Regions from separate parts of the Mus musculus genome. Here all the other regions are linked to region 1. The links are chromatin contacts, called in public promoter capture Hi-C maps. All regions are on one chromosome and are shown on one strand. The core of a region is the stretch at or near the end of the contact, and the rest is flanking DNA. Distances in the headings are between cores, read along the strand shown.

What was found. Promoter capture Hi-C pulls out the DNA fragments that hold promoters and counts their contacts.
Region 2: a promoter capture Hi-C map of hippocampal neurons shows a contact between it and region 1, with 2.5 times the contacts expected there. The contact joins the enhancer-like site here to the promoter of 4930526H09Rik in region 1. A contact is called at or near these places in 1 of 39 promoter capture datasets (hippocampal neurons), 2 of 484 Hi-C or Micro-C datasets (the AML12 cell line and ventral hippocampal neurons), 1 of 115 datasets of contacts at active chromatin or transcription factors (pancreatic cancer cells) and 1 of 9 other capture datasets (embryonic stem cells).
Region 3: a contact with region 1 is called in a promoter capture Hi-C map of hippocampal neurons, with 3 times the contacts expected there. The contact joins the enhancer-like site here to the promoter of 4930526H09Rik in region 1. A contact is called at or near these places in 2 of 39 promoter capture datasets (hippocampal neurons and neutrophils), 1 of 15 datasets of contacts at CTCF or cohesin (the NIH/3T3 cell line) and 3 of 484 Hi-C or Micro-C datasets (bone marrow-derived macrophages, cerebral cortex and muscle stem cells).

Annotation. Positions count from the first base shown.
Region 1 is chr13:110,901,423-110,905,776 of GRCm38.p6, forward strand. It overlaps 4930526H09Rik (RIKEN cDNA 4930526H09 gene), which reads right to left and starts at 2,424. Exons shown (of 3, transcript NR_131194.1): 1 at 1,947-2,424. It overlaps Gm38397 (predicted gene, 38397), which reads left to right and starts at 2,077. Exons shown (of 5, transcript NR_131193.1): 1 at 2,077-2,105; 2 at 2,345-2,402; 3 at 2,656-2,821.
Region 2 is chr13:111,395,783-111,400,136 of GRCm38.p6, forward strand. No RefSeq gene overlaps it. Among named protein-coding and RNA genes, the nearest start is that of Gpbp1, 92 kb to the right of the region's middle. Within about 2 kb of position 1,984, at least 41 of the 459 cell types and tissues checked have an H3K27ac peak or open chromatin away from gene starts, as enhancers often do. A contact at or near this core is called in hippocampal neurons, where this site is marked.
Region 3 is chr13:110,617,119-110,621,472 of GRCm38.p6, forward strand. No RefSeq gene overlaps it. Among named protein-coding and RNA genes, the nearest start is that of Gm33045, 7.9 kb to the right of the region's middle. Within about 2 kb of position 1,998, at least 4 of the 459 cell types and tissues checked have an H3K27ac peak or open chromatin away from gene starts, as enhancers often do. A contact at or near this core is called in hippocampal neurons, where this site is marked.

The DNA of each region.
Region 1 (4,354 bases), core at 1,174-3,673:
GAAAGGCCATCACACCTGGCTGTTACAGTGGCTACTGTGGCCAATCTCTTGTTGCGACAGCCTATCTCAACATTTTCTCTTCCAAGCTATAGTCAACTCTTTTATGTGGATTATTCTTAAGACATTCTCTAACAAATATGTGCTACTCTATTTCCTTTTCAGAATCTACTTTCTGTGGACATCTCCTACTATATAACCTCCATATTAGCTAATGTCTCCTGAGGAAGATTAAAAAAAAAGATTAAAAAAATTATATTAGCCCAAATTATGGATGGATTACGGATGACTTAGCTACATTTGGAGTTTGAAAAACATACAGTAAATGATATTTATAATTCAAAAGGAAATAAGCTTTTGAAGTGAACTCTGTTTTCAAAAAACCTAAATATTAGGAAACTGAGATGACCTGATTTAGAAATATATCAACTCTTGTCAAGTATTTTGTGTATGTGTATTTATGTATGCATATGTGTATATAGGTGTGTGTATGTATATATGTATGGGTATATATTTGTGTATGTGTATATTTATGTGTTGTGTATCTATATGTATGTGCATGTATGTGTGTATATGTACGTAAATGTATGTGTATATTGTTCTATGTGTAGGTGTGTTTATGTATATGTGTGTATGTATGTGTATGTGCATGGATGTATATGCATGTTTATATATGGGTGTGTTTGTTTATGTGATGAAGACAGTACACCCCTCAGCTACAGACTAATACTGGCTGTGGTCTGCTGGGGTTGGGGAAATCACTGTCTTCACTAAAGTGTCCACTAGTAAGTTATTTGTGTTCCAGTGCTCACTGGTTAAATGCAGACAGCCATGAACCAAAGCCAATCATTACCAAAGCCTTAAGTCACACAAGCAGAATGGGGACTAGGAGTTTAGGAGGAGTGCCTGTGGGGGTGGAGAGAAGGTAGGAGCTGTAGATGACAGTTAGCATCTGTTCCTATTAAGAGTGAACCTTCCACAGTCCTTTATTCCACCAGAGGTCTGTTAGCAGTAAGTTAATTTTAGGAATAGTAGTGAGAACCACTTCTTTAGACACGAAGTTCTATTCTCAATCAAATTTCATACCACATAGCCAGACTTATCAAACGTGATGGGTTTTACTAAGAATGTCACAAATCGCACAGACTTGTTCTCTGATCCGTTGGCATCATTCCATAGCCCATGCATCTCTCTGCCCCTTTATTTCCCTGGAGTAGGTGAAATCTTCCCATCTCATGTTCTTCCAGGGTTCTAGAAGCTATTTGAGGATGGAGAGTTAACAGCTGACGCTCTGACACCTTGGCCATAGCTGTCTATGATGACTCTGTGTCTTACATAGTCTTCATTGCATTCAAGACGAGCCATGCAACAGTTGTAGGAAACAAACCATCATTTTCATATTTTTGCATTCCTGAGGATTAAGTGTAAGACATTGCACATTCTAAGCAAGCAAGCACTTTGCCCACAGAACTTCACCTTTAGCCCTGAATTGCGGGAGAAAAAGGCTAAAGAGGAAGATAAGAGCCAGACAAAAAAACTTGACTTCCGTGATAAAATTCTTGGGCTTGATACACAGTGACAAGGAATTATTTTTTGGCTTAAACAGGAGCCAAATCTGTTTGTTTTAGACCATCATTCTGTCTAAAGTATGAAAGAAGAAACGGAAGGAGACTATCACTGTTGTGTCAGGAACGTCTGTGAGGACATGTGTACATGTATGTCTGTACCATAAGTAACAGTACAAGAAGGAGAAGGAGAAGGTAGAGGCTCAGCTGGAGCAGCGGTCCTTTGTATCTGAAAAGAGAACTCGCTTCTCTGCTCTGTGCTGAAAAGAGCCTCTGGGTTAGCAGGTTTCTGGTTAGCTTTGCCCAGAAATATTTACTGTCAGCAGCCTGAAAAACAGAAAACTTCAGGATGTTTCTCTCTCTAAGGCCTCAGATGACACTTACAGCAGCAGTTGTATTTCCTCTTTGGCTTCAGCTGCCTCTGTGCACGCATGCTCCAGTCCTGGCTGCAGTCCAGGGATCCCACCCTTGGCTGTGGAAACACTACTTCCTCTCTTTGTCCACACAGCCCAGCGCTGATTATAGCTTCCTGCTACAGCTAACGTGAGTGGCCTTGTCTTCTGTTTGGCATCTCACCTTTTCCATCATCCAAACCAGCAATGCTCTGAGGACCAATCTTTCTCTCACCCAAGATAGATTTCAAAGGTGTTCTTTATCAGATGGACCCCAACTGATACAAGAAGGGGCACATTTCAGAAACACGTAGGAATCAGAACTTTGGGAACTTTTTGAATATATCCTTTCTGACCTAACTTCAAGTTGGCCTCCTGTGTTGCTAACAGATGTATGCTGTATTGATTCCTCAGTCTTGTGGCTATACCTTCACTACAGCCATCCATGGTAAGCTAGTAACCTTAGAAATAAGAGATCAAAAGCAACAGGATGCTTGTATAAGAGGCAGACGAGGCTCTGCAGGGCTGACATGCCATAGAAGCCAATCATGTTCTGGATCTCCCAGGACTCAGACTTCCAGAACAAGAAACCTGTCACAAAGGCCAGATCCAAATGGCTCAGCTATCAGGACTTGACTAGGATCATCATGCGTGGTAACCTAACAGAAGGACGTTTTAAAACACTTCCTTTGGTCTTGCAGAATCCCGACAAAGGAAGGCCAGTTTTGAGTGTCAGTAAGAAGATAAATGTGAAGCGCATAGCTGCCTGCGCCACAGAAACCAGCACAGCGCGAGGACAGAATGGAGCATACGCAGTGAGCCTCACCACTTCAGAGACTTAAACAAACTGGAGGCATGCTCTGTAAGGTGATGGAGGTGTGGTGATGTGGCTGGAGCTCCAAAGCAGAGAGCTTACAGGAGAGCGGTCACCTCTCTCTGGAGAGCAGAAGCATTGTGGCCTTTGAGCTACTCGTGGGTGTTATCATGAGCTTCCTCTATCACTGTATCATTCATAAGCTTGCTTTCCAAATTGTTTCAGATTTACAAAAATGCCGCCAAGGTGGTATAGACTCCAGTGATTCTCAACTTGTGGATAGCAACCTCTTTGGAGGGTCATATGTCAGATATCCAGATAGATACTTACATCGTGATTCAAAACAGTAGCAAAATTAGTTATGGAGTAGCAATGAACTAATTTTGTCATGGGATTCACCACAGGGGGAGTTGAATTAAAGGGTCTGCAGCTTTAAGAAGGTTAGGAATCACTGGTATAGAGGATGTCTTTATTTCCCTCTATTCTGTCTGTGGTTAATATTTTACTGTCATATATTCGTCACAGTTTTTTTAAGTCAGTACATTACTGTTAAATAAACTCTTCACTTAATGTGAAAGTCACTAGTACCACCCCTCCCTTCCCCAGGATACCACTGAAGGGTTAAAAGTCTCAGGTAGACTGAGAAAATCCAGACTGGAAACTTGACTGGTAATAACACCTGGCTTCTATTAAGATAGATAACACACTAACCTCCTTTGGTGTTTTCCGCTGGGACCCTGCAGGGGAACTGACCTCAGATAGAAGCTTCTATCCCCAAAGTCATTCCTCTTTCCTATAAAATCCCCTAGCCCACTGTGCTAATGTAAGTAGCTTCCATTCACTCAGAGAGACCTCTCCCCTTCAGCTGTTCAGATTAAAGGGCAATTCTGCTTCTATATACAGAATATATATTTATATATGGTCTGTCTCCTCTTTCTTTTAACTCTGTGCTGCCTCTATCAATCTGGATCTAACTACCATCACCTTAACAGTTAGAAACATTTTAACTTTATTTTCAATCTATACTAATTGTTAAGGAGAAAAGGAACACCCTGAGAACTTTCCACAATCATGACTATTGTTCCAAACTCTAGGGATCTTCCTACAGAAAGGACATGCTGAGCTCGTTCAGTTGTGACAGTGTCTAAGGGTACAACAAAGAAACTGAGACTGACAGTCACAGGACGGAAATCAAACCCTGTGGTTTTTATCTATGCATCTTGGGAAAAATATATAATGTCTAATTCCTCTTAGGCTTCAGCTCTCTCATCTCTAAAATGAAAGGTGATAAATTACAAATAAGTCTCAGAGTTGTTTTTGCTTTGCATTTTCTAGTTGCTAAAGATGCCAAATACTTTTAAAAGTGTTTATTGCTCACTTGTGCGGATGTGAGGAAAGAGGAACCTTTATTCACTGCTGGTAGGCGTATAAATGAGTGCAGCCTCCATGCAAATCAGTGTGGTGATTAAACATGAAAATAAACAAACTCAATCTACAACAAGGAGCACCATCACACCCAGCTAGGCTACTCCTGAGCACTTCCCCAGAGGACTGTAAGTCGCCTATTACTGTTCCACTATTCACAA
Region 2 (4,354 bases), core at 734-3,233, 490 kb after region 1:
AGAGAGAGGATCCATTCCTCTGTCTGAGCCTCTGAAGGAGGATTCCACAAGCCAAAGGGTGGAAAAGCGAGCTCACCTCCTAACCCCTTCCAACTCCTGATCCCGTCCACCTCCCCTCACCCCCTCACCCCCCCACCCCACCCCCCACCCCCAACTCCCATGCCATTCTAACCCTGGATGAATCCAGGCTCTTTTCAGCTCCCACCAGAATCACTTCAATTCAGTTTAAAATCAGGGAAACTACACCACAGGTTCTCAGCCTGTGGGTTGTGACCTCTTAGGACTTGACAGACCCTCTCACAGGAGAAGCCTAAGACCATCGGGGAAACACATTATATGATGCATAACAGTAACAAAATTACAGTTATAAAGTAGCAGTGAAAATAATTTTGTGGTTATGAGGTCACCACAACATGAGAAATATATTAAAGGTTGAGAACCGCCGAACTACAGGGCTTTTCTTCAGACGTGCCAGCTCTCTGCTCCAGAAAATTCTGATTTGACCCAATTTGGACTCACTATCCCAAAAATCATACCTACTCCAATAGAAGGAAAAGCTTGTGGTCAGCTCAGGGGTAGCCTAAGAAAAGCCAGTGGACACTTTTTCTGGGACACATGGGGCCCTCAAAAAGGTCAGGCCTTAAAAGGACAAAATCCTTTGTAACTGAGGGTGAAAATCAGCTCTGGAACACTGGGGCTTTGACACACGCACACTGGCTTTCGGGTACCTGCTCCCTATAGCAAAAGCTGCTACATTTACAACCCAATTCATGAAGGCTAAGCTTCCCACTTAAGGCGGCAGGTGTTTATTGGCAAATAAAATACCCAGCATCCACCTGAAACTGTCCCATATGTCCTTTGCGGGTATTAAGCCATTAAAATCCGGTAGCTGGTGAGATGGCTCAGAGGTTAAAAGCACTGACTGCTCCTTCCAGGGGTCCTGAGTTCAATTCCCAGCAACCACATGGTGGCTCACAGCCATCTGTAATGGGATCCGAAGCTCTCTTCTGGTGTGTCTGATGGCAGCTAGCATGTACTCATATAAATAAATAAACCTTTTAAAAATCAAATATTTAAATATTTGAAATCCACACAGCCGCTTGAAGCAGGTACAAGTATTCCCTCATTTTAGCAAGGAACATGGTGCACAAAGGCCAAGCAGCCCCCCTGAGCACACCCAACCTGTGAGTGCTGGAGCCTAGGTCTGAACTTTTGACATTAATAGTCTAGGTGCTGAACTGCTGCAATGGAGGACTAATGTAACTTTTAAGGAGTTGACAGAGCAAAACGTAGACGGAAATAACCGGAAGCTACAGCTGAACCGGAACCTGCTTGACTGTGCCACAGTAGCTGCATTTGAGAATGCGCTTTCTCCCACTCAACAAGCCTAGCCAGAGAATAAACAAAACTGTGTCCCCTGCCAGCCCTGCAGCATAGTGTGAACCGAAAAGGGGAGGCAGGGTGGGAGTGGGGAGTGGGGGTGGGGAAGGTGTGCCTGCTCCTATCAGGACAGCAATCTCTGGAGCTGCAGGCTGGGCTGTAATGTCCCCTAAGAGTCTTCCCTCTTTGCTTGCTCTTCCGTAAATGCAAATTCTAAAATGGCAAACAAACAAAAACCTGGCCCAGTTTCTACTTAAGAGTGTGATTTCCACCTGTGGGAAGAAGAGTGCTGCCTAAGCCTCCCACACTTCCGTGCGCAGCTGTCACAGACCTTGACAGCCTCACCTCAGAGCCGGGAGGATGCTGGGACTGGCTTCTTTGTTTTTGAGTCAGTTCTTAACTCTTGGGAAGAGAGTTGACCATCATCCCCTTGGAAAGCACTCAGAAGCCCTCCCCCTCTTTAAACCAATCTGGACTACAGCATCTGTCAGTTTCACCCCCAAGGTTACTGCTGCTCTGCAAATGCAGGGGTCAGAGTGACTACAGCTGCGCACTAAGTTAAGCTTAACAGCCTTGTTTACTCTAGCAGGTTCCTGGTAAACAGTGCTGGGGCTGGAGAGGCTTGTCCTGTTTACATTAGCATGACAGATCCTAGTTGGGGGTCCCAGAGCAGGGCAGAGGCTGTGCTCCCCCCAGTGCCAGCTGTTTGAAGAGCCTGTGTTTTGAAGAATGGTGTTTATGTAAGGAACCACTGTTGATGTGATCTCTCTATCAACTGTGAGCTTGTGACGTAGATGGACGTTGTTCTATTTCAGGACCTGCCAGGCCCCCCCGAAAGAAGAGAATCATCACTGTGTGCAAAGACTAGAAGTCCCCCACAGGTCACCCTCCATACACAGTGTGACCTTCATGAGTTTCAGGCTTTGTGTCAGCACTTCTTGACGTCAGCACTATTAGCATTTGGACAGGATAATTGTAGAAGCTGTCCAGTGCATTGTTCAGCTTCCTGCAGCATCCCAACCCTTCATGTCCTTTGTTACTTCTCCAAAATGGGGGGAGAGGGCGGTGCAGGGGAGGTTAATGTGTGTATGTCGGGTGTGTGTGTGTGTGTGTGTGTGTGTGTGTGTGTGTGTTTTGAAAGTATAGTATCAGCATGTGATTCTTATAGTTGATTTATAAGGAAAGGAACCTGACTGTGAAAATCAAACCTCGATTAAGACCAAAGGAGATGATCACCAAAGACTGATCCATCCAGAAAGTTGTACAGAGACCCTGTTGTAGGTTTTGTCAGAGGAGAAGTGAGATGTTGGTACTCTGTGCCACCCACCTCCCCAGATCAGCTCCACTTCCAGGGGCTCCTCCCACAGCCTGTCTCTTAAGAGTTATACCACCAAGAAACAGTCTAGTATCCCTGAACAGCTAATGTACTGTTATCATTTAAGCAATTGATCCTCACTCCCAGAACTGGAGTCCAAAATGCAATCCAGTCATAAGAGTAAGAAAATAAAAAAGTAGTGTGCACCGCCCGACTCAATAAACTTATGTTGTAATGGATCAAAAAGAATGCTAACCAAAAAAAAATTACTGCCCTGTATTCTAGAGGGATCTATGAGATGAAATCGAAGCAAAACAAAGTCTTTGCCTGAAGGAGAAGAGGGCTCAGGAAAAATTTGAAGTGGGTCTGGATTGTTGAAAATGGCAGGAAGGAATACTAGCTACTTCAGGCAGAAGTGAAATACAGCGAGACCTGGAGCAAAGATATCCATAGTGGGCGTCAGACTGACAGGACAAGGAGATCGGTGAAGGACACCAGAAGTGAAGGACACCAGAACATGAGCTTCTAGTTATGAGCCCTCAATAATGCTGCACTCTCTCAATGCAGAAACAATGCATAGATGGTTGTCATAACCCCAAGTTATAACAACACCGACAGATAGATAGACAGATAGATAGATAGATAGATAGATAGATAGATAGATAGATAGATAGAGGATGGATGGATGGATGGATGGATGGATGGATAGATGATAGATAGATAGATAGATAGATAGATAGATAGATAGATAGATAGAATGGAAAAGCAGGTGGGACTGTTAGAGTGACAGGGAGATGAAATGTGAATTAGCGTTCGCTACTTCCAAGTTGTAAGCACTCTGCCCATCCCTCCATCCAGCATCAAATGGGCTGAAACTAAGAGGAAAGGAGTGGGAAGAAAGCCATTGAGCAGCAATTGCTGCAAAAGGTGTCTTAGATAGGCAAAAGAATCTGCAAGTGTAGAGAATAGTGGATCCATTCCCTTCCCACCATACCATACTATGCCATCCAGGTCCCTGTCAAGCATTTCTGTGAGTGACGCAGCCAGAGGAGGAGGTCACTGGTACAGATCAATTGTTACCTTCCATGGATTCCACAGCAAATCTTTAACAGTAGGATTGTATTGTCTCAGTTCTGGAGGCTGCACGTCTTAGAAGGTGTTGGCAGGGCCATGGTTCCTCTAGGAGGTGCAGGAAGTTCTTTCTGGTTTTATTACTTGGCATGAAGATGCATCATTCTAGCTGGCTATTTCTATGAGGCACTCTCCATGTGCAGCTGTGTCTTCACGTCGTGCTTATAGAAGGACATCACCCACACTAGTATAACCTCAACTTAAAATGTATTATACTCACCAAAAGTGACTCTCCATTCTGGGGCACTGGGAATTAGAAATCCAACATAACTTTCCAGGGACACAACCCCCAGCACCCCAAAATGCGAAAGAAACCTCTTTCCTCTTCGTGTGGCTTACTCAGAGATCTTGCCCACTATAAGGTCAAAGACGACAGTAGACTGGGGTATATAATCTAATACAGAAAGCAAGTGTAGCTCGGTGCTTACAGGAGCAAAAGATAGTTAATCCCCCAATGCAGAAAGCTTGTATTAACCTGAAACTCCACTGTGATCTATGCCCCTGAGGTCTACAGCTTTCATTGCTCCC
Region 3 (4,354 bases), core at 748-3,247, 280 kb before region 1:
GGTTAAAGAGCAGAAGCCGATTTCTGCCCATTTCTGGTGAGTCAGGCTTAGGTATGGCTGTCTCCTTCTATGGCCATGGAGGAAATTGATTCCTGGCCTTTCTCCTACTTTGTGGCAGCCTCAGGCGTCCCTAGAATTCTCTCAGTGTTTTTACATCTTCCTGCACCTGGATGCCTGTCTGTCCCAAATTTTCTTTGTAAGAAAGTGCTACCAGTTACATAGGATTAGAGATATTCAATGATCTCATCTTAACACGATCAATTGAAAAGCTTCCATTTCTACATTGGATCCCATTCACACAGGGAGTTAGAATTCAATATCATTTTGGAATAGACAACTTAGATAACACCCGTAGTATAAGACTTTCATTTCCTTTTACACTGTAAAAAGTGCTAAAGCCATGGAAGGAACAGTATTTAAGCAGAAAACATGTAAACTGAGTTCTCCATTGATGTACCTCATCCTGTCTTTAAACTCCTACTCATTAAATCAGCTGGTATATTTACAAGAAGTCCTGTGGCAAAACAGACTCTCTCAAAACTTTAAGTTCACTGGAGAACATGTCCATTGTAGTCACTAAAGAGCCTTAGATTTGCTCTTCTTTGATCTGAAGAAGGGAGCCAGGTATTGAGAAAACAAAAAGTGATATGGATCAAATTAATGCATTGTGTGTGTGTAAGAGAGAGAGAGACAGACAGAGAGAGAGAGAGAGAGAGAGAGAGAGAGAGAGAGAGAGAGAGAGAGAGAGAGACTTTGAATGGAGATTAAAAATCTAAAGTTGAACGGATTTAAGGAACTTTATAACACAAAGAGGTAGTGATCTAACCGGCTATGTACTTAAAAGCCTCAGGGTGAAGCCTGAAGATACAGGACCGTGTTAGAAATATATAGAAAGTTTCAAGGTGGTGACAGTAGAGTACTCAATCTCCTCTAAAGCCTTTGCAAACACAGGCTGTTCTGTGACAGTCCCTATGCCTCCGGCCTATGAAGCCAATCCTGCTTCCAAGCCCAGGGCCTGGAAGATTCATCTCTACTGTGGCCTGAGACAGTCGTTTGCTTGGCTCTATTGATGAGTAGAATTTGCTGTAATACTATAGCACAGTGTGCAATACTTACACACTCCCTGGTCGAATGCAGGTGGTTTTGTTTGTAGTTTGGAGGAATTACGGAAAAAGTTGCTATCAGTATTGGTTTACAAACCCTTTTATTTACCTATGTTTACAGTTTCCATGGGGACATATTGAAAAGTGGAATTACTCAAGGAAGTATGTTTTAATTGTCTAAGAAAGAATGGCTGCGTATTTTTCACGCTATGAGGTGATGTAGAAAAGATATGGTGTCCACGTGTCTGACAATGCGGTCTTTTCAATGATAGCCTTTAGTTGGATGGATACATGCTTATCTCATTATAGGTCTGAATTGCTATCTCTAAGGGCTAACTTGTTGAGCTTTTTGGTTTTGTTTTGTTTTTTTTCTTTTTTTTCTTCTCATTTCACTCACTGTAATGAATGGTCAATCATTCTAAAGTTGTTTTTCTCCAAGTTTTAAATATATACTCCAGGAGCTCTAACGACGACTCCAGCACTTGAGAGCACTTGCTGCTCTTGCAGAAGTCTGAGGATTTCTTACCTTTATGACAGCTCACAACTACTTATAACTCCAGTGCCAGGAGATCGTATGCCTTTCTCCTGCTGCCACAGGTACTACGTGCACATAGGTAGTATGGTGCACATACACCCAATAAGTAAAGCATGCCTACACATAGAATAAAAATAAATAAGCATCAGATAATCTAGAGGCTCTGGGGGTCACAGCAGGATAGCCAGAACCCCTATGCATCTGTGCCAACTTTCTGTGGTCTCCCCACTATGGACAAGATCATTCTGGCATCCTTGTAGCAACTCGTGAATCATCATTTTCACTTGACCACTGAACACATGCATGGTTCACATTAGGACATCCTTTCTTCTGTGAGTGTTTCTAAATGCACAACACGAATCCACCATTCTAGCACGAGAGGGAACTGTTCCTCTGCCATAAGAATACCAGGTGCCTCGCCCACTTGCCTTCTGTTCCTCTAAAACTCCTGGGGGGGACCATTGTTCTTTTCCTGTCTCCACTCTTTCGCCTTGTTTTAGAATGCCAAGTAACTGTGATGATACAGTGTAGGCATTACAGAGTGGTTTCCTTCACTTGAGAGTACCTACCTTTACATTTCCATCTTGGCTTCTGTGGAGCAGTAGCTTGTCCTTTAAGTGAATGTATAGTAGCTCATTGTCTGGACGCTTATCGATTTATCTGTTGGAAAACATCATGGTTGCTTCTGTGATTTGGTGATTATGGACACAGCTGCTGTAAATGCCCACAGGCAAATTTTTAATGTCAATATAATCTTTGGTTAATTTGCTTTTTATTTACTTAAAAAAATAAAGCATTTAACTCCTTTTTGTTCAGTTTTTGCCTGGAGAGAAATTTAATTTCAGTATAAACCTTCTTACTCTATTTAATATTGGTAAGGAGAGATGATTCCTGAAAATAAGCCAGAGTGAATAATTTAAAATTTATAAAAGTGCTGGTTTCAGTTAGAACGGGTCATCTCATTTCTTCTGGGTCTCCTGCTCCATTGGAGTTCATAAGCTTCCTCTATTGGACTCCATGTTCCCAAGGAAGAGAAGGCAGCCGCACACAAAAAGCCTAGCCTTATCATTTACTTATCATAATTCATGCTGCAGTCCATGAAATCAGATCCCAAGACCAGTTCAGACTTCATGAGAAGAGGGGAATCTTTTCCTCTTACCATACTCCAAAGGCTGTACATTAAGAGGACATGAGTATGACAGTTTCTATAAAATGTGGGAATTTAGTAAGAGGAGATACTTAGAGAGGCTCCTGGTTAGCCAAGGCTCTGACACAGAAGTATGAAAGCAAGAGGCAGCTTTTTATTGCTATGCATGAAGGAATTTTGGTATTTCAAAAAGGGCATCTATATGAGTAGGTATACTCAAAGCATTCTGAAAATAGTATAATTTTAACTTTTAAAAGACAGGAAAGCAGCTGGGCAGATAGTGGATGCCTGAAACCTCAGCACTCTAGAGGCTGAGGTAGGCAGACTGAAAGTTTGAGGTCAGCCTGGGCTAAATAATGAAAGCCTATCTCAAAAAGCAAATAGATGAAATATAAATAAATAATAGCACAGAGAAAGACATAGCATGTAGTTTCCCTTATATTTGGAATATAAATATATTGGCCTCATGGGATCAGAGTACAGAACGGTAGACAGATAAGAGAGGATGGAGTGGAGTGTTGAGATCAAGAATGGGAAATGAAGTTCAAGACATTTGCCAGACGTCTCTGAATATAGCTAGCAGCCACTGCGCTGTAATTTCTTTGCATAAATGAATCCATCAGCGTGGGAAACTATGAGGTTCTAAACTTTAAGCGTTAGGTCCTGGTTGTTACTCATAAACCCCTGTCTCAGCATACTTCTATGCATATGCCTCTGGAAAAGAGTTTGGTAATCACTGACCAGTGTAGATTCACCAAGCTCACTTTCCCAACAGGACAGTGCTACTAGATTCACTTTTTTCTTAGCTAGCCTCTAATCAAAAACCAGCAGATCAAGAAAAGACTGCAGGAGTTATCACTGTATCTGATCTCAAGTTATACTGTAGGGCCTTAGTGAGAAAAACAACATGGTGCTAACACTGGCACATCGATCAGTGGAAGTGAATAGAAAAGAATATAGTGCCATGAAATGAGAACTAACCTATCTTTAACAAAGATGCCAAAAATAGCCATCAAAGAAGAAAGAACAACATCTTTAGTACATGGTGATGGGAAAATTGGGTTCATGTGGTAAAATTAAACTAAATCTGCATCTCTCACCTTGCACAAAATTCAACTCCAAATGGATCAAAGACTCAGCGGAAGACTCCATCCTCTGACACTGTTAGAGGAAAATATTTGGGATTTCACTTCAACTTAAAGGTGCAGGTAAGGACCGTCAAACGTACTCACGTTGCTCAGGAAGTAAAACTCGGAAGTGTAAAATGGGATCTCATGAAGCCGAAGGGCAGCTGTCCATCAAAGGAAGCAGTCAGTCATGTGAAGAGGTACCCATAGAAAATGCTTGTTAACTATCTACCTGATGACGTTGTCTAAAATATATAAAGAACAAAAAACAACAGCAAAAACCCAAACAAACAAACAAATCACCAAGAAAGGAGCCAATTGAAAAAATGGGCTTTGAAATTGAACATAATATCCTCATAAGAAGGAATACAAAGAGTTAACAAATACATAAGGAATATTTAAGATCCTAACCCATTAGAGAAAGGCATATTAAGACCACTTT